Linked DNA regions of Mus musculus: all the other regions are linked to region 7. The links are chromatin contacts, called in public Hi-C, HiChIP or PLAC-seq and promoter capture Hi-C maps. All regions are on one chromosome and are shown on one strand. Each heading gives the region's core, a stretch centred on a gene start, on an enhancer-like site or on the middle of the called end of the contact. The rest is flanking DNA. Distances are from core to core; before and after follow the strand shown.

What was found. Promoter capture Hi-C pulls out the DNA fragments that hold promoters and counts their contacts. A called contact is a pair of places that touch in the nucleus more often than the background predicts. HiChIP or PLAC-seq counts read pairs in DNA pulled down with a chosen protein or histone mark.
Region 1: an H3K4me3 HiChIP or PLAC-seq map of embryonic forebrain shows a contact between it and region 7, with 5 times the contacts expected there. The contact joins two enhancer-like sites. A contact is called at or near these places in 1 of 39 promoter capture datasets (hippocampal neurons), 8 of 484 Hi-C or Micro-C datasets (the HL-1 cell line, the N1E-115 cell line, embryonic stem cells and 4 more), 8 of 115 datasets of contacts at active chromatin or transcription factors (astrocytes, embryonic basal ganglia, embryonic forebrain and 5 more) and 1 of 9 other capture datasets (embryonic stem cells).
Region 2: a contact with region 7 is called in an H3K4me3 HiChIP or PLAC-seq map of embryonic forebrain, with 6 times the contacts expected there. The contact joins two enhancer-like sites. A contact is called at or near these places in 1 of 39 promoter capture datasets (hippocampal neurons), 6 of 115 datasets of contacts at active chromatin or transcription factors (astrocytes, embryonic basal ganglia, embryonic forebrain and 3 more) and 1 of 9 other capture datasets (embryonic stem cells).
Region 3: a Hi-C map of cortical neurons shows a contact between it and region 7, with 3 times the contacts expected there. The contact joins two enhancer-like sites. A contact is called at or near these places in 1 of 39 promoter capture datasets (hippocampal neurons), 3 of 484 Hi-C or Micro-C datasets (cerebral cortex, cortical neurons and forebrain) and 2 of 115 datasets of contacts at active chromatin or transcription factors (embryonic forebrain and forebrain).
Region 4: a contact with region 7 is called in an H3K4me3 HiChIP or PLAC-seq map of forebrain, with 4 times the contacts expected there. The contact joins two enhancer-like sites. A contact is called at or near these places in 2 of 39 promoter capture datasets (cranial neural crest and frontonasal cranial neural crest), 8 of 115 datasets of contacts at active chromatin or transcription factors (astrocytes, embryonic forebrain, embryonic hindbrain and 5 more) and 1 of 9 other capture datasets (embryonic stem cells).
Region 5: a contact with region 7 is called in a promoter capture Hi-C map of hippocampal neurons, with 5 times the contacts expected there. The contact joins two enhancer-like sites. A contact is called at or near these places in 2 of 39 promoter capture datasets (cranial neural crest and hippocampal neurons), 9 of 484 Hi-C or Micro-C datasets (cardiomyocytes, cerebellum, cerebral cortex and 5 more), 4 of 115 datasets of contacts at active chromatin or transcription factors (astrocytes, embryonic forebrain, embryonic midbrain and 1 more) and 1 of 9 other capture datasets (embryonic stem cells).
Region 6: a Hi-C map of the N1E-115 cell line shows a contact between it and region 7, with 18 times the contacts expected there. The contact joins two enhancer-like sites. A contact is called at or near these places in 2 of 39 promoter capture datasets (cranial neural crest and hippocampal neurons), 1 of 484 Hi-C or Micro-C datasets (the N1E-115 cell line) and 6 of 115 datasets of contacts at active chromatin or transcription factors (astrocytes, embryonic basal ganglia, embryonic forebrain and 3 more).

What each region holds. Positions count from the first base shown.
Region 1 is chr3:119,153,359-119,156,058 of GRCm38.p6, reverse strand. All of the region lies in intron 16 of Dpyd (dihydropyrimidine dehydrogenase), which reads right to left. Among named protein-coding and RNA genes, the nearest start is that of Gm32577, 290 kb to the left of the region's middle. Within about 2 kb of position 1,273, at least 51 of the 459 cell types and tissues checked have an H3K27ac peak or open chromatin away from gene starts, as enhancers often do. A contact at or near this core is called in embryonic forebrain, forebrain and hippocampal neurons, where this site is marked.
Region 2 is chr3:119,360,170-119,362,869 of GRCm38.p6, reverse strand. All of the region lies in intron 20 of Dpyd (dihydropyrimidine dehydrogenase), which reads right to left. Among named protein-coding and RNA genes, the nearest start is that of Gm32577, 79 kb to the left of the region's middle. Within about 2 kb of position 1,284, at least 32 of the 459 cell types and tissues checked have an H3K27ac peak or open chromatin away from gene starts, as enhancers often do. A contact at or near this core is called in embryonic forebrain and hippocampal neurons, where this site is marked.
Region 3 is chr3:117,839,004-117,841,703 of GRCm38.p6, reverse strand. It overlaps Snx7 (sorting nexin 7), which reads left to right. Exons shown (of 9, transcript NM_029655.3): 3 at 1,666-1,776. Among named protein-coding and RNA genes, the nearest start is that of Gm52614, 15 kb to the left of the region's middle. Within about 2 kb of position 1,368, at least 12 of the 459 cell types and tissues checked have an H3K27ac peak or open chromatin away from gene starts, as enhancers often do. A contact at or near this core is called in cortical neurons and forebrain, where this site is marked.
Region 4 is chr3:119,386,644-119,389,351 of GRCm38.p6, reverse strand. All of the region lies in intron 20 of Dpyd (dihydropyrimidine dehydrogenase), which reads right to left. Among named protein-coding and RNA genes, the nearest start is that of Gm32577, 52 kb to the left of the region's middle. Within about 2 kb of position 1,436, at least 31 of the 459 cell types and tissues checked have an H3K27ac peak or open chromatin away from gene starts, as enhancers often do. A contact at or near this core is called in embryonic forebrain and forebrain, where this site is marked.
Region 5 is chr3:119,240,398-119,243,102 of GRCm38.p6, reverse strand. All of the region lies in intron 18 of Dpyd (dihydropyrimidine dehydrogenase), which reads right to left. Among named protein-coding and RNA genes, the nearest start is that of Gm32577, 200 kb to the left of the region's middle. Within about 2 kb of position 1,257, at least 1 of the 459 cell types and tissues checked has an H3K27ac peak or open chromatin away from gene starts, as enhancers often do. A contact at or near this core is called in hippocampal neurons, where this site is marked.
Region 6 is chr3:119,327,740-119,330,439 of GRCm38.p6, reverse strand. The region is part of intron 20 of Dpyd (dihydropyrimidine dehydrogenase); the gene reads right to left. Among named protein-coding and RNA genes, the nearest start is that of Gm32577, 110 kb to the left of the region's middle. Within about 2 kb of position 1,264, at least 11 of the 459 cell types and tissues checked have an H3K27ac peak or open chromatin away from gene starts, as enhancers often do. A contact at or near this core is called in the N1E-115 cell line, where this site is marked.
Region 7 is chr3:118,429,037-118,431,883 of GRCm38.p6, reverse strand. No RefSeq gene overlaps it. Among named protein-coding and RNA genes, the nearest start is that of Mir137, 3.4 kb to the left of the region's middle. Within about 2 kb of position 1,468, at least 40 of the 459 cell types and tissues checked have an H3K27ac peak or open chromatin away from gene starts, as enhancers often do. A contact at or near this core is called in the N1E-115 cell line, cortical neurons, embryonic forebrain and 2 more, where this site is marked.

The sequences.
Region 1 (2,700 bases), core at 24-2,523, 720 kb before region 7:
TAAACATGTTAATTAAATTCAGTCAATTAAATTTAGCTGCTTAAAAGGTATTGCTAAGGTCTTCTGGCTATACCACATCAGAGGTTGCTGGTTGTGTTTTTGAATATATATTTATAGCAATAGAGAAATGGAGCTGGAAAATCTGACATGCTTTTGGATTTTTCTCTGTCAAGAACTCTTAAAACTTCCCAAGCTAATACTGACTTCAAATAGACGAGTGCAAAGTTTGTCTTATAACACTAACTATAATGTAGGACTGTGGTCCAAAGGGAGATGATGGAGAAGGTGGGATGCAGACTATCTACCGTGTGATGAGTTTTCAGATGGATGAAAGGAATGGGAAAGGGCAGAAATAACGAAGCAAAGAACATGAAAGGCTCTTAGACAACTGAATGACTACTCCAGCCAGGATTCCCCAGCACCTCAGAATGGGATGTGATAGTTGTTTAATCTTCAAATGGAATGAGCTGAGTCAGTATCTACTCCATTGGACCTGTCTTTTCAGATGCTAGTCGCGGTCTGAAGGATAAGGATGGAATGAATAGGAAATTGGATCTGTGAGAACACAGGCTCTTTGGATTTTTCTATTCTCAGAGAAAAGTTGATGGTTTTGAATGTTCTGCCATCAGTAGCATAAACGAACAGGCGCTGTAGGAGCAGATCTGTGGGGCACAAATAGGTCTGCGCTGTTTTCAATGAACGACTCTCCTGGTTGGTTTGATTGTTTTCTGTTGTCACCAGCCCTGGCACTCCTCCGGACATGTGTTTGGAATTCTCCGGACTCGAATGAATAGCGCATACAGTGAGCGTGCCTATCCTGAAGGGGAAAACGACAACTCCATAACACCGTGCAGAAGAATGCAGACAAAAAGAGAACTTGTTTGTCTGTATTATGTGAGACAATAAGGCGGGGAGAGAGAAAGGGAAGTAAGACAGAGAAGGAAAAGGAGGCTGGAACACACAAGATCAAGAAGGGAGGGGGTGCCAGAGAAGGCAGAAACAAGGTAACAAAAAGGGACAAAAGCTGCCTTAGAAAAGAACTGTCAGACACAAACCCCTCAAAACAATGGATGGGGGGAGAGAAGGAGAGAGATGACAGAAGCGGAACAGCATGAAATCTAGTAAGAAAAAGAAACAAAAATTTCAAATAATGGATTTTCAGCCACCCCTGCTGCTCCTTCAGCGCCTGGTGTCACAGTCTCACAGAGCTGTGCATAATTTATTATGGTCACTCGCTGCCAGGCTGCTGGAAAGGGCAACAACTCTCTGAAAATACTCCCCACTGCCTGGATGGCTTAATGATCCACCCTTTGTAGCGGGGTAGGCTGGGGACTGGCAGGCAGGGCAGAGAGAGCTGGGCAGGACCCTACAGATGCAAAGCTTCCCACTGCGGACAAAAGGAGGGCTTCACTCTCAGACAACCTCCATGGGCTTTTGTGGCCCAGGTTTCCAGGTTCTAAAGAATCAACCTCTTCCTGCCTGATGCAGCTTTCTAGGGTCCAAAGCCCCCTTGACCCTCTTCTACGGGAAGGATGGGTGGCTTCCGATGTAAAGAGGAAGTTGATGGATTTAAAAAATAAAATCAGAACTTGGTCAGTCACACTCATGGCTAGAAAAAAAAATATGCTTCATTCTTTTCAAGCCTAGATATTATTTTAAACGTTTGATATGATCTTTCCATAGTTGTTATTTTCATTTATTATTAGTATGTGTGTGTGTGTGGACCTGCATGCATGTATGTCCACATGTGTAGTAAGTAGGATGTGTTAGTGTGGTTGCATATATGGCTAAGAGCAGGTGGCATGTGGTGGTCAGGACTCAATTCTTTGTTTCCTCCCTGGGAATCTGGGATTTAACTTTTGTCAGCTGACCCACCTCACTGGCCCAGGAGTTCTCTTTGTATTTGGATGGAGAAAATATTTTTCTCTGTTTGTTTGTTTGTTTATTTATTTATTTTGGGTTTTTTGATTGTTGTTTGCTTTGTTTTATGTCAGATCTTCCATATTCCTACATTTTAAAAACCTAGTAATATCTATGATCCTTAGGTTATTTATAGCCTTCAAGCATACAGAAAATGAAGAAAGTTTGCACTGAGGCCTGTATGTACTTCTTGAGAATTTGGCGGCAGTCTGGACATGAACTGCAAGCCTCTGTTTCTTATTGCAAGTTTTGAAGTAGTGGAGTTGTTGTTGTTGCTGTTGTTTTAATAACAACCATGATAGTGGCCTTTGTAATCAATAGCAGCATATAGAAAAGATTTTATTTTATTTTATTTTACACTTATGGAACGAAGTTTAGGTTACATCCATGCACCCTCTCCCGCAGCTACATTCCAAGCCCAGTTAATGAACTTACATAATGTCCTTAAGCATAGTACTCTATTCCGGATAGTGAATACATGTAGAACATGCGTACAGCAAGTAGGAGAAGATGACTGTCTGTGAAGCCCCTGTCCTGAAGGCATGAGCACCTGAGGACCAGAGTTCAATCCCCACCCACCACATCAAAGCTGTTTTGTAAGGATTGTAATCCCAGCCCTGGGGTAGCAGAGACAGGAGGATCTCTGGGGATCTTTGGACAGCCAGTCTAACCTTTTCATTGAGACTGAGGTCCAAGTAAGATGTCCTGTCTCAAAGGATAAGATGGTCAGCTCCCATGGGATAAAAGGCAAGGTATAGTTGATAAGGCCAGCAATTACTT
Region 2 (2,700 bases), core at 35-2,534, 930 kb before region 7:
CTCTGTCCATCATTACAAATGCATGCAGCTTGGTGGTATGACAAGTGAATCACCCTTAGACTGGTCTTACAAACCATCTTTCTTACAAACCACATTTTATTCACTCCACACAGCTGTCAGAAGAGCACCAGTCCTCTCACTGAATTTAACAAAATATTAGACCTTTCCACTACCAGCTAAGCTTGGATGGCATCGAGAGAAGCATGATATTCACAGTTATGTTACCTTGGCACAAGGTGGTGGTGGTGGTGGTGGGGACGATGGTGGGGCAAGTGTACACTGTTAATAGGAGAAGATGTCAAAAAAAAAATGAAGCATAATAATAGTGCAATTTATCCTTGCTAAATGTACTGCAGTGTGCTATAATTAAATATGAAAACCTAAATTTATCTCTGTGTTCGGTTGTCATTAATTTAACAGGGAGTGCACATGTTCTAATCTAATGGCTGATTTTTTTTCTCCATGTGCAGCATATTAAAATGTATATTAGCCTCGAGGTGCATAAACACAAAATAATAGACCAAAGGTTTTGGCCTGTGGAGAAAAAAATCCATGCTCAAAGGCCGTCAAGTAGCTGTGATGCAGGGGAGACACTCACTTAGCCTCATTAAGCCAAAGCTCTCTTTTGCTTGTCTTTTGTTCTGCATGACAGCAGCCTCTTTGTTGTATAATAATTCATTCCAAGTCCGTTCCAAGCTACCGAAACTGGTGAACTGTGGCCATTTTAATGAGAAGTATTGGTGGTATGCATAATCGGGAAGCCACGTGGGCCAGACAATCACAGAGCGCTGCAGCCAGCAAAATGAGATATTGTCGAAATCACAAATTTGTCAAGTTGTTTTTGGACAGGGTATTATAATAAGCACTAAAATATGCATCCTATTACTTTGCATCTGCCAGTCAAAGATCACGGCAATGAATGCGGGCTGCAGGGTACAACCAAGCCGTTTTCCTAAGTAAAACAAACCACAGTATACAGAAAAGAATTTTGTGGGTTTTTTCTTCCTCTTTTCTTTTTGGTATTGTTGGGCTGAATTCTTAGTTCTTCCTTTCTTTTTCTTTGTCCTCTCTCCCAAACCTTGTGCAACAGGAGTCATATCCTCCTGGCATTTTGTGCCTGGCTCGAGGTCATGGGTACCCCCAGGTTATTGCCAGTTAACATAAATATGTAGCTTTTTAAAATAGGTGTTCTTCCCAACTGAGAATGTAAAGCCTCAAACTCTAGCCTCAGACTGATTCTAGTGAAGAATTCCTGGGAGACAGAATAGAAAAAAGAAAGGACCCATTCTCCCCGTGATCCCAAGCCTTCTCTTGCACCCTCCAACCTATCCAATGGCGTCTCCCTTCAGATTGCTTTTCCTGCGTATTTGTTTTTGTCTGTTCACTACACCAGAACCCAAAACTTGGGTAAGAGTGGGTCCAATGATGAGCCATCCTACATCCACACTTGCTAGTTGAACCAAATTAGAGTGGGTGTTTACATGCAAGGTGGATCTTTTACTTGTGTATAGTAAAGGTCCTTTGGGAGAAGGCTTGTGTACTTTATCATCAAAGTTAGAACTCTTCTAAGAATGAAAGGTTATTATATTAACAGTTTTAAGAATAAAAACCATAAATACCACAGGCAAAATGTTTATAAGATTTCTCCACTGAACTAAGCAACATCACGGCAGTTTACCTGAGCAGTATTGCACCAAACACTATTTTAGGTGTTTCTGCCTTCAACGTTCATGGCCCTTTCTTGTTTACTTTGCTTTCACTGTGTGCATTTGTTCTATTCTGGAAGTCCAACAACTTAGAAACACACACTCTGAGATTCTACTCTTTTCTTTTTTTTTTCATTTTTTATTAGGTATTTAGCTCATTTACATTTCCAATGCTATACCAAAAGTCCCCCATACCCACCCACCCCCACTCCCCTACCAACCCACTCCCCCTTTTTGGCCCTGGCGTTTCCCTGTACTGGGGAATATAAAGTTTGCGTGTCCAATGGGCCTCTCTTTCCAGTGATGGCTGACTAGGCCATCTTTTGATACATATGCAGCTAGAGTCAAAAGCTCTGGGGCACTGGTTAGTTCATAATGTTGTTCCACCTATAGGGTTGCAGATCCCTTTAGCTCCTTGGGTACTTTCTCTAGCTCCTCCATTGGGAGCCCTGTGATCCATCCATTAGATGACTGTGAGCATCCACTTCTGTGTTTGCTAGGCCCCGGCATAGTCTCACAAGAGACAGCTACATCTGGGTCCTTTCGATAAAATCTTGCTAGTGTACGCAATGGTGTCAGCGTTTGGATGCTGATTATGGGGTGGTTCCCTGGATATGGCAGTCTCCACATGGTCCATCCTTTCATCTCAGCTCCAAACTTTGTCTCTGTAACTCCTTCCATGGGTATTTTGTTCCCACTTCAATGGAGGGGCATAGTGTCCACACTTCAGTCTTCATTTTTCTTGAGTTTCATGTGTTTAGGAAATTGGATCTTGTATCTTGGGTATCCTAGGTTTTGGGCTAATATCCACTTATCAGTGAGTACATATTGTGTGAGTTCCTTTGTGAATGTGTTTCCTCACTCAGGATGATGCCCTCCAGGTCCATCCATTTGGCTAGGAATTTCATAAATTCATTCTTTTTAATAGCTGAGTAGTACTCCATTGTGTAGATGTACCACATTTTCTGTCTCCATTCCTCTGTTGAGGGGCATC
Region 3 (2,700 bases), core at 119-2,618, 590 kb after region 7:
CCAGCACTCGGGAGGCAGAGGCAGGCAGATTTCTGAGTTCAAGGCCTGCCTGGTCTACAAAATGAGTTCCAGGATAGCCAGGGATATACAGAGAAACCCTGTCTTGAAAAAAACCAAAAAAGAAAAAAAAAAAACTTGGAAGTGACTGAGAACGTACACAGCTGAATCACATTCTCGCTGACCATTGCTCGAAAGCTTCATTGGTGTTCATGGTCATACCAGTTTATTGCTGTGGAAGTGGTTCATGAACCTGTTTGTAGTGCCTGGTGCTCCGTCCGATAGAGAGTGACTAACTGATGATTTGTGTGTGTATATGCAAGAGTGATGCATATGCATACGTACATCCACATATCAGTCAGTGTGTATATATATTGTTCAACATGTTTTTACTGGATGTAGATCTTCTGTTCTTACTGTTTCCATATCATGTGTCATTTTGCAAAATGACTACATTTTTGAAGTGTTTTGTGAACATTTAGATCCCTAGGCTGCTGCAGCTGATGAACCCCCACCTTTTCCAACTGCAAAGAGAACGTTTACTAAGATAAACTGTATGATATTGTAAATATCAACTCTGTAGGGTGGTGTAATTCCACAAGCTTCTTAGCAATTTCTAAGCCATTAAAACTGTACCCTGTGACAGCTTAATTTTCAAGTGGTTCGCCCATGTCGGTAGTTGTTATTTTCTGGGATGGGAGCTATGTTTGCAATATTTTTTATTTTATTCCATCTTCACTCCTGCAGGAAAATCTCAACCTAAATATTACAGTATATAATTTTTAGCATGCAAAAAATCCAGTTAAGTGGTTATTTTCTCAGGAGATGTCATAGATGAATTCGAGGAGTGCTACTTTTCTTTTGGCCTGTGGTTTAAGCAGTAACTGTGAGGTCGATATGGAACCCATGGCCTTGCCACATGAGTTGGCACAGATTTTTGGTTCGCCAGGAAGAGCGGACCTAATATATTTGCTAAAATTTTAAGACTTTAAGCATAGAGCTCAAAATAAAATAAAATAAAATAAAACCCTCCCCCTGAGAAATAACAGGAATAAAAGATTTTTACATTAAATATCCATTAATTATATTCTTTTGGAAAAAGTGGCAAAATCACTCCAAAAAAAAATGTTGGAATTTTTACATACCAACAGCAGATTTTAGTGAAAGCAGCTCACTTGAACACGTTCCAAGAAAACAGTCTTCTCAGTTATATTCAGGTTATTTTCCAGATTTTTAAAAATAGAACTTTCCTCAAATTCTGAATTCTAATCATGTCAAGAAAAGAATAATGTTTGAAACCTACATTCAGAGCACACTTTCTAAGCGAGAAAAGCCACGCCAGAGCAATAGTACTCAAAAGCCTGCGGGAGCCAGATGGCTGTTGGAAGACAGATTTTTCAGTTTCGACTTTAGATTTAAGCATGGTGTTTGCTTTCTTTGTGGGAAAAAAAAAAAAAAAAAAAAAAAAAAAACCGGAAAGTTCGCTTAATTTCATCTGCTGCATGAATAGATGACTGGAAAAAGAAAATACAGGCTGACAAACACTGAATAATTAAGATTCAAGTTTTCTTAGAGACCTATTTTTTTTTCATAATATCTAAAATAGAATTAGGCAAATGTCTTCTGTCTTCCACTGCACGGGCTGCTATGTTTTCCTTCTTCTCTCAGACATCTCGTGGGGAGTTTGATTCCAGTGAATTTGAAGTCAGGCGACGTTATCAAGATTTCCTGTGGTTGAAGGGCAAACTTGAAGAAGCACACCCCACTCTCATTATTCCCGTGAGTTTATAAGGGTTTGTGGAGCTTGTTGTTTGTAATATAGCCATTGTGTTTTCTTGAGTATTTTAGAGTGTCTAAAACATAGTACCAAACATAATACTTTTAAATCCAATGATTTTTACTTAGGAACATTTATTTCTAAACTCTTTGATTTAACTGTAGCTTTTTAAATTATTATAACACGGAATGATATTTTATTTTTCCTGACTAGTTTTATGTTTTTAAATATATTGTACTTACTCGTTTGTTTATTGTGGAGGTAGCCTAAGGATGCTGTCATATATAAGAAAGGTCCCAAACTACTGGAGGGAGGGGGAATTCTCCTTCCACCAAGTGTATCCCCAAAGTTTGAGCTCTGGTCATCACCCTGATCAACAGGAATATTATTTTCTTGGGAAGTCATATTCCCAGCCTGGATTTCTTTTAAACTTATTTTTATAATAAATGATGAGGTGGTGTTCAACTGGTCTTCAGAATTTTTTGCAACCTGGTGTGCCATGTTATAGGCAAGATTCTGGGTTTTTTGGTTGTTTTTGTTTTGTTTTAATATAATTGCTATTTGTGTGTAAGCAAGCTCGTGTACGCAGGTCAGAGTACCACTTGTCGGATTCGTTTCTCTCCTTCCACCTTGTGGATTCTTGAGATCAACCTCAGGCTGTCAGAATTGATAGCATGTGCCTTTAGGTGCTGGGCCATCTCAAAGCTTTCTGATAGATGCTTTAAATAAATTTTATTTTATTTTTAAGTTGGTACAGAGAGCAGCAGGGTTCCTAGGAGCATTTGTATACATACATGGTGGTTCCCCACCACTCCTCTGTGACCTCTGTCCCCATACACCTTGTATCTGTCTCTGTCTCTCCTCTCCATCTTCCATCCTCCATTCTGAATCTGCTGCCATGGGCATGTGTTCTCACATAGTTGTTG
Region 4 (2,708 bases), core at 187-2,686, 960 kb before region 7:
AAGAATAGACAGTGCTCAGGAGCCTTAGCTAGATAGAATTAAAGATCAAGAGATTAAAATTCTAGGATTTCATATTAAATAATCAACTCTTATTTATGGGATTGTTTTTGTCAACATTTATTCTTAGTATACACTTATAAGATCCGAGAAATATATAGAGTCAGACTGAAGGGAGAAAACAAAACAAAAATGAAATAAAATTAAGCTTTACAATCATGCTCATAAGTGCATCTTGCTTTACATTGGTTGGCTTATATTTCCATGGTTCTCCCCAGGTCTTCTGCGGACAAATAATTATCATCCATTTGCAAATGAAGAAGACATTTCATGCTTTGGGAGCACATTTTAGATGGGCGGATCTTCGGATCCTCACATGGCCCTGAGCACTTTGCACATTTACATTATAGATGCCTCTGCTACCCTTTTAAAACACTGCGTTGGGCGGAAAGAAGAGAGACAATCTTATTTCACAGCTATGGGGGAAAGTGAGTTAGGCTTTGGAGACAATAGGTTCCTCTCTCTAGGTGCTGGAAATTCTGAAGCAAACATATTCATTAGAAAGCAAACCAGGTATGAGACATATTGCCATTTCTGGGGACATAATAATGGCCAGGCGGAACAGTACTGGAAAAGAATAGCTTGCTCACCTGTATCCTATAGCTTGGCTTACAAACATGAACAGGACTGAGTTGTCAAGCCAGCTTCCTAACCTGTCTCAACCCTCAGTGAGTCCCCAGAAGTCTCTGAGCTAGAAGACCATGCAGCGGTGACATGAACATGGAAATTAGTGCATTGAGCGCCCCACTTCGCACGGAGTCCCTTGATTTCTATGATTTGACAGGAAGATGATATCAGAGGCTGCTGGAAAGTGTTAAGGGATAGCTTAGATGCTTGTGTGTGGTGGAGCAGGTGAATGGTTACAATCATGTATCACAGGCTGACAGGAGGGGGGAGTTTCAGGCAGCTCCGGGAAGAAACATAGGCCCTATCATAGAAAATATGCTTTTTGTTAAGACTCTCAGCATCTAGAGGGACGGGCAACCTTTCTGGCATGAATGTGCTACTGCTGTGACGATCTAGTGAAAGGTCTCAGGGTTTGTTTAAAAAGGTCAGCTCAGCAACTACTGACCCTCATGACTTCATCCTGACAGTTTTAGCCCTCTTGCAAAAATCACTCTTGTCACTTCTAGCCTCCTGTGCTTTTCTGAAAACAAAACCTTCCACCACCTGCTGTCCATTATTCCATCAGTGAGCGCCATGCCCTCTCTTCGGCTGATATTTCAATTTATTTGTGGTTAGACGCGCAGCGATCCCCTGACTGAAGCAGAGGGAGCAGTTGAAACACTTAAAGCCAGCGCTTCTAACGTTTCTTCATGGAAGGCTCACCAGACGCAGCAGCGTGGTTCTTCTCAGCCACACAAAAGCAAAATGAAGACACGCAGATGGTCAGTGCCTGCCCGCTGCAGCGGGAGAAGCGGGGTTGGCTCCAAGTAACAAATAATTATCCAGGCCCTTTGTAAATCAAGTTGTACCACTTCTCCTGCGAGCATCCACAAAGACGGCTGCGTGTATTTGCTGTGGGTTCCTTCTTTGTTTGGGGATTTTGCTAATGCCCTTTCTTCCTATGAGTTTGTGTCCTCTCGTTCTCACATTTGACACCGACTGAAATAACCTCGCAAAAGCTTTGTTTCTATTTTCTTCGAAATGTGTATCCCTCAATGAGGTTTCATCTTAATCTCTCCTTTTCAAAAGGCTATGAATTGGACATGCAGAGAATCAGTCTAACAGGACCCATTATCAATTTCCATTTCCTTTCAATGCCGCAGCCACCCGTGGGCCACCTAGGCAGCTTTCCTCAAAGACAAAGGGTGTCTGAAATGGACAACTTATTTTATACACTGGTCTCTTAGTACTTTAGTGGATGACAGAGACTCATCGCCCATAATAAATCCTTCCTCTGACCCTTTTATATAACGCACAGCTGAGCTAAAAAGGAAATCAATTCGACGATTTTAATTTAGCACGTTCTTCCTGTTAATTTATCTAAAAAATCCTATGCCATGGTTTTCCCTTGTCAAAACAGTCAATTCCTGTCAATGCGAATATGCGAAAATGCTTTGAATTTGTTCGTGGGTTTTTTTTTTTTTTTTTTTTTTTTTTTTTTTTCCTTTCTGTTTTTTAAAAAAGCAGGGTGGTTGTTGAAACCCTGGGTCACATACTAAGTTGCCCATGTTCCATGTTTTTTTTTTTTCCCCCTAGTGTGTTCAAAGCTCCTTTTGACAAAAATGTTAGCTCAGTATGGTAAAGAAATGTGTGTGTGTGGGGGGGGGCCTAGGGAGCAAAGAAACTCAGCCTCTATCATGCGGTAGATCTGCCAAAGATGTTTATGGAATTCTTCCTTAGAAGAATTCCATGCATCTGAGTATGTATTTAGGGGTTGAAGCCTACATATTAGTAAAGTCAGACCCTTTAATTATGAATGCTTCTCGGAGAGAGTGTTAATTGCTGGACATGACTGTGTTTTCTGGTTTCATTTCTCCTTCTCCACTCTGTTTTAGAACTGGAGAATAAGCCATATCTAGCACCATAGTGTCCCTAGTGCCCAGGAGTTGAGTTGTGTGGACAGTGGACCCACAAAGAGGTGGCGTCTGTTTGCATCTCCTGTAGGAGTTTCATGGGAGCGTTTCTTCAGATCTTGGATAACAGCA
Region 5 (2,705 bases), core at 8-2,507, 810 kb before region 7:
TCTGAGTATGGCCACAACATGGTTTCCCTGCCTCAAAGGGAGACATTTTTAGTACACTTTGCCAAAATTACTATCTGCTAGGGTTTTGTTCCACCATAGAACTCTCTGTAATTGGGAAGAAGTAGACCAGATTATAGATTATCAGATTATAACACAGTTCTTCAAAGATTTTCAAGAAGACCTGATACTGACTCAGTATAAATGAGAGGAACAATCACAATGTGCACATTTTTTGGAACATTGGTGTTCATTTTCCTGGATGCAATAAGAAAGGGAACAGGAGTAATGGATAATTACAGGTGGGATGCAGTGCCACATAGTTTGGCTTGCATTATAGATCATCTATTGATAAATGGCAAAATATAATCAGTTCTAATAGTATTCATTTTCACTAAATGCGTAAGCTTTATTGGGATGCTTTAGAAACACGATCTTTCCAGGAAATGTAAAAGTTCCTAGCCCTCATGAAAGGAGAATATTTCTAACATCTAGCAGGAACAGAATGTCAGAAGCAGGTGTGGGGCTGCCAACATGGGCTAGGAACTACAGACTGTAGGCAAACAATACACTAACAAGTTCCGTTATTCACAATGGCATGTTTATGGAGTGTCTAATGCTACAATCGATGATTACAAGCTCACACAAGCAGCACTGAAATAATTCTACATGGTGTGTTCAGAAGTAAAATAATTTACAATTTGAAATCAATAGCATTTATAGACATTGGAAAATGTCACTTTGGAAAAGGGATGCCAGTATTTGTATTCTTCTGGCATACTTCTTACTACTTAGATTTTAGTTATTTCCTAAAACATCTCCTGAAGGCAAAAAAAAAAAAAAAAAAAAAAAGAGAGAGAGAGAGAGAAAATTCTCAAGAGCAAGATTTGCTAGGGAGCTGCCTCACCAACAGGCATATGATCAGCATCTGTGTGGTCCAAAATTCTTCTAAATGTTACCTTTAGTGCAACCTCTCTTGGTTTGTCTTTTCTATGCACTTCTTCCTTTGAGCCCACAACACATATATTTGTAGCTCTCCTCTCACTCTTTTAAGCCTTTCAAAACATAGGCTTTGGCAAAAATACTATCCACTATAGGGCATTGATTTGATAGACTCTTAAAATACAATATCCCTTATAATTAAAAATAGCAGAAACTGGGTGGAAGTTACATAAGTTCTTGCTACCTTTTGAGCTTTGCTATAAATGCAGAAACCATCTGAAAAACAACAAATTACTTTTAAAATACCACTTATGTAACAGTTGGATTTTTATTGCTCAGATAAAAATATCCACGAGTCTATATTACTTGGCAAAAACAACGGCACAGACTTGTGAATAGGAAAAATAATTTCTTGAAATATAACTCTGTCACTGTTCCTATTAATTGTAATTGCCTGCTGAAACATAGTCACAATCACATCTAGCCTTTACTAAATGACCAAATATGCATTAAATGTTTTCTTCAGGATTTTGCTTATGCTACCTTTAATGCCATGACACACAGAAGATAACAACAGTAATATATCTTATTATTTAAACAATGCACACCAAAATCTCACATTCTGTTTAAACTGTTGACATCTGTGCCATAATGCTGACTTCACTATGTTTAATTAATTTATTATTATATTTTTATTTATTCTCTTTACATCCCAATATTAGCTCGTTTGCTCTCCTCCCTGTATCCACTCACAGAAATCCTCCATCCATTCTCCCCTTCTCTCCTGAGAAGTGGAGAACTTCTGGGTATCCCTCCCCACCTTCAGAAGTGACAAAGTTTAATTTATTGATTCAAGTCTCCCAAACAATCCTGAAAACAAGTTGATATTCATCACACACACACACACACACACACACACACACACACACACACGTTATTTTCTAGAAAAAGCTGTTTTAGTTATGAAAGCATGAAACTGTCCATTCCTACTCTTGATGACATTTGTTATAGGAGTCTGAAAGGTATTTAGCCAATTGTCCATTAATGAAATGATTTCCAATCGCCTTATGAACCACCAAATTACCTATCAACTAAAAATAAAAGAAAGAATGCTTAATTTCAGGTTACTCCAAAAACTATGGCAACCAAGCTGTTTGGCAGTCAAAGGGTGGAAAATCCAGATTAGATAGATTGATATATTTACATATTCACTTTATATTAAACAGAATGGATGACACATTCCTATATAAAACCTATTATTTAAACACTTCAAGTGAAAAGTGTTAAAATAAATGGCTCATGACTTATGAAGTGTTAAAATAAACGTTTATTTCAACACTACTCATGTCATAAGCCATTTATTTCGACACTTTTTACTTCAGAAGACTCACCCAGACAAGAGACTACTTCATTCACTAAGAGGATGTAAAGAGGCTAAGGTATGGAGAATGAGGACAGAGATTTGATTTCAGAGTTTTTGGGTTGAGAAGACTCCAATCAGGAGGCAGAACGGAGGTATCATATTAACACCCTAGAACTGAAGATGTGGTAAACTTCTCCTCAGCACCACACACACTGGCTGCATTGCCAACATCACATTTATCTCCGCTCAGAGACTCCAGGGCAAGACCGAGCATCATGCTAGGAATACAGTGTGCTATTTTGGATATTTTTTTGCAACAAGACATATGTTCCATTATTTATTAGAGGAACACAATGGAACCCAAAGTCTTCAGGGAGACTTGAGTCAGAAATTCATAAACACG
Region 6 (2,700 bases), core at 15-2,514, 900 kb before region 7:
ACTGTCTTTTTGGTAGTTCTTAAAATATATATTTGTTTATAAATCTTATAAAATGGTCACCCTCTGGTTTCAGAGTAAGTTTTTTGCTTTTCTTTTAAAAATTACCTTACTATATGTATACACGCCTATGTATATAGCGATATGTGCAGACTTCCACATATACAATTAGAGGAACTTACACAAATATGTGTGTCTAGTCAACTCTCACCACCAAGAGAATAAAAATACCACTCTAGAACATTCCCGTCTCCCTCCCTCTGGTCTCCTACCCTTGTCATGATTTCAAATAACATAGATCTTTTTCTCTTAAAATCCACATTAAGTGAAATTGTTCATTGTATTCTTTTATGTCTGGCTTCTTTAATTTGATGGTCTCATATTTGTTCTTTTCTGTTTCTTTGCTCTGTCTGTAGTATTGATACATGTACACATACATAGAAATATATCCATGCCACCTACTGAGTCTATTTGGTGTTGCTCATATGTATATGTTTGTAGGGATGACCTCATAGTATTGGATGACTGGTTAGGGGACTCAGCTCTGGAGCAGCCTGGTTTTCTCAGCAGTCATTAATGACCTGTTGCTCTTTATTTAGGGGTGGTGTTTTTGTTGTTGTTATTTTCTCTATCCATGTTGGGATGCCAACTGATGTCATTGTTCAAGGTCTGGTTTAGGTAGCCATATCGTTGAGATTTTATAGTTATATGTCATGTTTTATATAAAATACACAATCTCAAAAAAATAAAAAATATACAAAATCTCTCAAAAATGACCTGGTCCTCTATCTCAAAACTGAATATTTACTTTTATTTTTCATGAAGAAATGCCTATAAGTTCAGAGTTGAGTATTGGGTATAATCAAAAGAATGTTTAATGTGTCATTCTATGCATTATTTAGTAAGCTATTACCCTTTTTTTATTGCTCTGTATTCTTGCCAGCATTTGATATTGTCAACTTGTTAATTTAGTATTTCTAGAAAATGTGAAATTAAGATTTCTGCTGAACTTTCTAACGCCACCTCAGAATTTTCATCTCAGTTTTGGTAATCTGAGTTGTCAATTTCTACACGGTGTTACCACTTACTGAAGAAGATAATATTTTAATCCCAGGGCAGGGTACCAGACATATGGGAGTGTGAGAACGGCTGAGTGATGGAGTCTACACTGCTGAGAGAAAAGGTTCATTGATATAAACAGTGCCTTGCCCACCATCTGCTAAGCTTCCTTTTGATTTTCAGAGGTGGGGTAGGAGGAGGACTGATCAGCAACAGCATAATATTACAGAGAGACGTTTCAGAATCTTCATGAATCAATTCAATAGAGAGCTCTTCTGAGGTCGGTGCCAAGGGGAAAACGAAAGAAAACGGGTACCAGCTTTCTTCTCCATCTTCCTCTTAATCAATGTATTTTCCAGGCTGGGGGTGCTACTGAAATCAATGAATACACTACTTTCAGCCCAAGAAATTCATTCATGCCACTTATTAGAATCAAGTGACTCTGTTATTAATTGATTCAAAGATGGGGGGCGTTATATTCCATATGATTTAGGCTACCCCCCAAAAAAGTTAAACTCAGTGCAAATCAGTGGAACTGTTCTCTCACATTGCATCTTACAGCAGCTGAATATTCTATATGGCATTTCACAGAGATATGATTTGATTTGCGAACATCTGCAGCAGTCTGGAACACATTTTCCCCTGTGCTTGACTTTTAGCTCATTATAGCTCTCAGATGTTCTCACAGCAATCCTGTGACATATCCGAGTGTTACTGAACAAACACCACCGAAGCCTGTGTCTTGAGTAGTGTCAATCTCAGTTGAAAATGTTTCAGCTTTCTTACCATCAACACTAGAAGAATTTAATTAACTCAGTAAAACTTTCAAAATGATGGCTAATGCACGGGAGAAATGAGAGATCGGAGGGGGGTGAGGGTTGGAGGCGGAGAGCAGATGAGCTTAATCTCCCACAGGCTGATGCCTGCCACCCTCAGACTGTGGCTCTGTGGGTCATGAGTATTCTTTCTGCAGCTCTGCACAGCCTCCTGAGGTCTGCCAGGAACCCTCTTGCTGGTGGCATTGCCCCCTTGGAGATGGAGAAGGTAGAGGTGGCAACTACTGCTGTTACAAGCCCCAGGTCCCCACACGAGGTCAGCTTCCGGCCTCTAATAAGCTCTCCTCCAGCTGTTCTGGTGTTTTCAGTAGGTGGGGCTGGGAGACCAAGGTCAGAAAAGAGCTGTCATCAGTGACATGGTTTTTGCCCACTGCTGCTATTACATTAAGAAAGCAGCTGGTGAGATAATGTATGCCAAAGCGCTTTGGAAATTATGAAATGCTTATGTAATTGTTGGGGATAATTGCTACGATTGTTTTATTCCTAGGATGTAGAAAGAGCAGTGACCTGGACTACTGAGTGGCAAAGTCCACGAGAAAGCTGAATAAATGGGTGTGTAGGGTCCAAAAAGAGATCTGTTGATCAGAGGACAGATTTGGAGGCTAACAATATGAAGGGTAAAGTTGGCTTCATGGGTCAGATGAATACACGGAGACATGTGAGAGCCAGAGACAGGACATGGGACAAAAGTGGTTATGGGACAAAGAAAACAAATATCGCTTAAGAATGTCTTAAACGAGTAACTTGAGAAATTTTTTCTAGGCTGGGTGTCATAGTCATGCTTGTAATACAAGAACTCAGGAAGCTG
Region 7 (2,847 bases), core at 219-2,718:
GCTGTAGAATCATGGCATAAATGCCCACACAGCTTTTCAATGCTTTCCAAGTTCTTTCCCTTAGTTTATCAGGATTACAAGAAAAATCACACACACGCACACACACACACACACACACACACACACACACAAGAACACACACATACACACACACACAAGAACACACAGAGAGACCCACAGACTAGCATGCTTTAAGAAAAAAAATCTGGAACAAGACAGGCGATAGGTTTTCTTCCTAACCAAGCAACAGAGTCAGCCCTTTCCCTACATACCAAATGCTCCACACTTCAGCACCTGGACCAGTGGACAGCTCAGCCCAAGCGGACAGCCTGCAGCACTCCCACCAGAACTGACGCTCCGAGCTCTAACCACAGCTCTTGTGCTTCAGCGGGGCAGCCTGACTTACGAGAACACCATTTCCTACGAGACCACTGCCGCTGGGTGCATATTCAATTCAAACCTCCTTAAGCTGTCGGATTTCCCCCACCCATCCACTCTCCCCACCCCCCTCCACCCTCCACACAAAAAAACGGAAAAGGGAAAAAGCCCAATACTACCAGGGCGTTTGTTGATCAACTTACACTTTCCTCTCGAATATTTAGGTACCGCTATCGGAGCAATAGCAGCGGAGGCTTAGGTCCGCATTAAGTACCTTTGTTCGTCGACTCCTGCAAGCCATGTTTATTAGAATCTACAATTCCCTCGCGCCCTAATAACTGAAGGTGTGTTTTTCGGGCAAGGGGTGCTTTCAGCACCTTTTGATCTCTCAAGGCCACTGCCACTATGGCAGTGTTCCTCTGTACTTCCCCACCCTGTCCCCCACTCCCCAACACCCATCCTAGCTAAACGCTTGGTAATTAAAAACCAAATATTCATAAAGCGAGCTACAAAAAAAAAAATCGGTTTAGGAAATAAGGCAATTAAGCTAAAGCAGAAATATTCTCATTCTCTCTCTCTCTCTCTCTCTCTCTCTCTCTCTCTCTCTCTCTCTCTCTCTCCTCTCTTCTCCCCTCCCTCCTTAACTCCCTCCTCCCTTCTTCTATCTCTCCTTCCCTCTCAAGTAGAAAAGGGAAAACACGAAGGAGAGGGGAAAAAAATCGGGAGGAGGGTGGTAGTGGACTCCTACAATCAATGGCAAAACACTATACACATCGTCACCGAGTAACACTCTCTGTCTCAGACAAAAAGAAACCCATTTACCGATGTAAACATAGTCGCCCTCTCCCACACATCCTACATCCTATGCGTTTGCTGAGATTTGTCTGCAGTATCGCAGGTATAGCAAAGTAACTGTCACAAATCCGTCTAGAATGAAGTGCTTACCCTCTAAATCCAGGTTGCCGGCTGAACTCCAACTGTGTGCAGAAGCCAGGAGTCATCGGATGGGCGGCGAGGCAGGCTTGGGCAGTGGGAGCCGCTGCTCTCTGAGCGCCCGGTTACAGTGTTAACAAGCCCTGGGAAGGGACCTTGTCGCCTCTCGCTGGCTGTGCCCCAGTGCCTTCGCGTGGTGGCGGCTTGCTCATGCTTCGGAGGAGTCCCAGGCGAGAGCCTTCAGCTGATGCGAGCTTCCAGAAAGGCGTGGGGAAGGGGGGAAAATCATCTAATGCAATCAAATCGATCTGATCCACACCATCTGTCGCCTGCCACTATACACAAACGTTAAAATAGGAAAACGGAAAACACTGACAGCCCAAGAGGCTTGGTCTGCAAAGAGTTCATTTTTAGCAAAGCATAATTGGGTATGGTCGGCGTACAGTTACAAAAAGCCGCTGTTAACCATCCAGTAGTGGACCCCGAACATGCTAATGGTGGATTAATTGAGGAAGATCTGACGTGTGAGCTTCATAGTCTCTTATTCATGACTTCCCAATGGGAAAGGACCAATGCCTTGTGGGACTATGGTAACATACAGTCAAAAAGCTGCTAAGAAAATGGCTGTGTGTTCACAGCACCTCTCTCTGATAACAAACATATGTCGACTAAAACGGTTTAGTAGAATGGGAGGGGGGGTTGGAGAATAGAATTTTCATTCCCTGTGTAAGCAACCCCCATATTCTTTCCTTAAAGAAAAGCAAAAAAGATATATACAACATCTTTAGCATACTGGAGAGAAAAAAAATGATGCCTTTAAAGCCTTTTTTTTTAATTTTTAATTTTTAAAATCAGCACCAAACTGTCACAGAAAAGAAAAGGAGCACTTATATAGCAGTTCTTAAAAAAAAAAAAAAACTATCATGCGTTTTCTTACTGTGATCAAAATACATGCAAAGCATATGCTGTATATAAAAACAATCTAGTAAATACCACTAGCTTTGACTAGGGGTTATTTTTTCCAGGTACCCTCTATGACTTATTGAAATCAGATCAGGATGCCTTTTTGAGAAACATTTTGTATCATTTAAAATTGATGGGGGACAGTTTTTAAAAATTAAGTTTTATAGTCCCTCCTCCCACCCATACACTGTTTGATGTGTCTCTGATCTAAACTAAACATTTGATAGGAGTGATATGGCAATGTGGGAAAGGGTAGAGATGTCAGGAAGAGGAAAAGGATGTATACTATCAATAATCAATAAATTCTACTCTATTTTTAATAGAAAAATAGGGAAATAAAATATATCACACCCTGTTAATTGTGATATTTAAATGCATACCATTATTCAAAATTAATGTTTTATGTATGGAGGGAGAACATATTTCAAACAGTGTGTGACTGTCCCTCACCTATTTGCAATTTTCAGATATTTTTAGAGGAACATCATAAGAGAGTTTCTTCTATATACGTGTAGCATTCTTTTATTACCTGTTATAAATAGGCTACACTTCTCTGATTTTCACATCCATTTG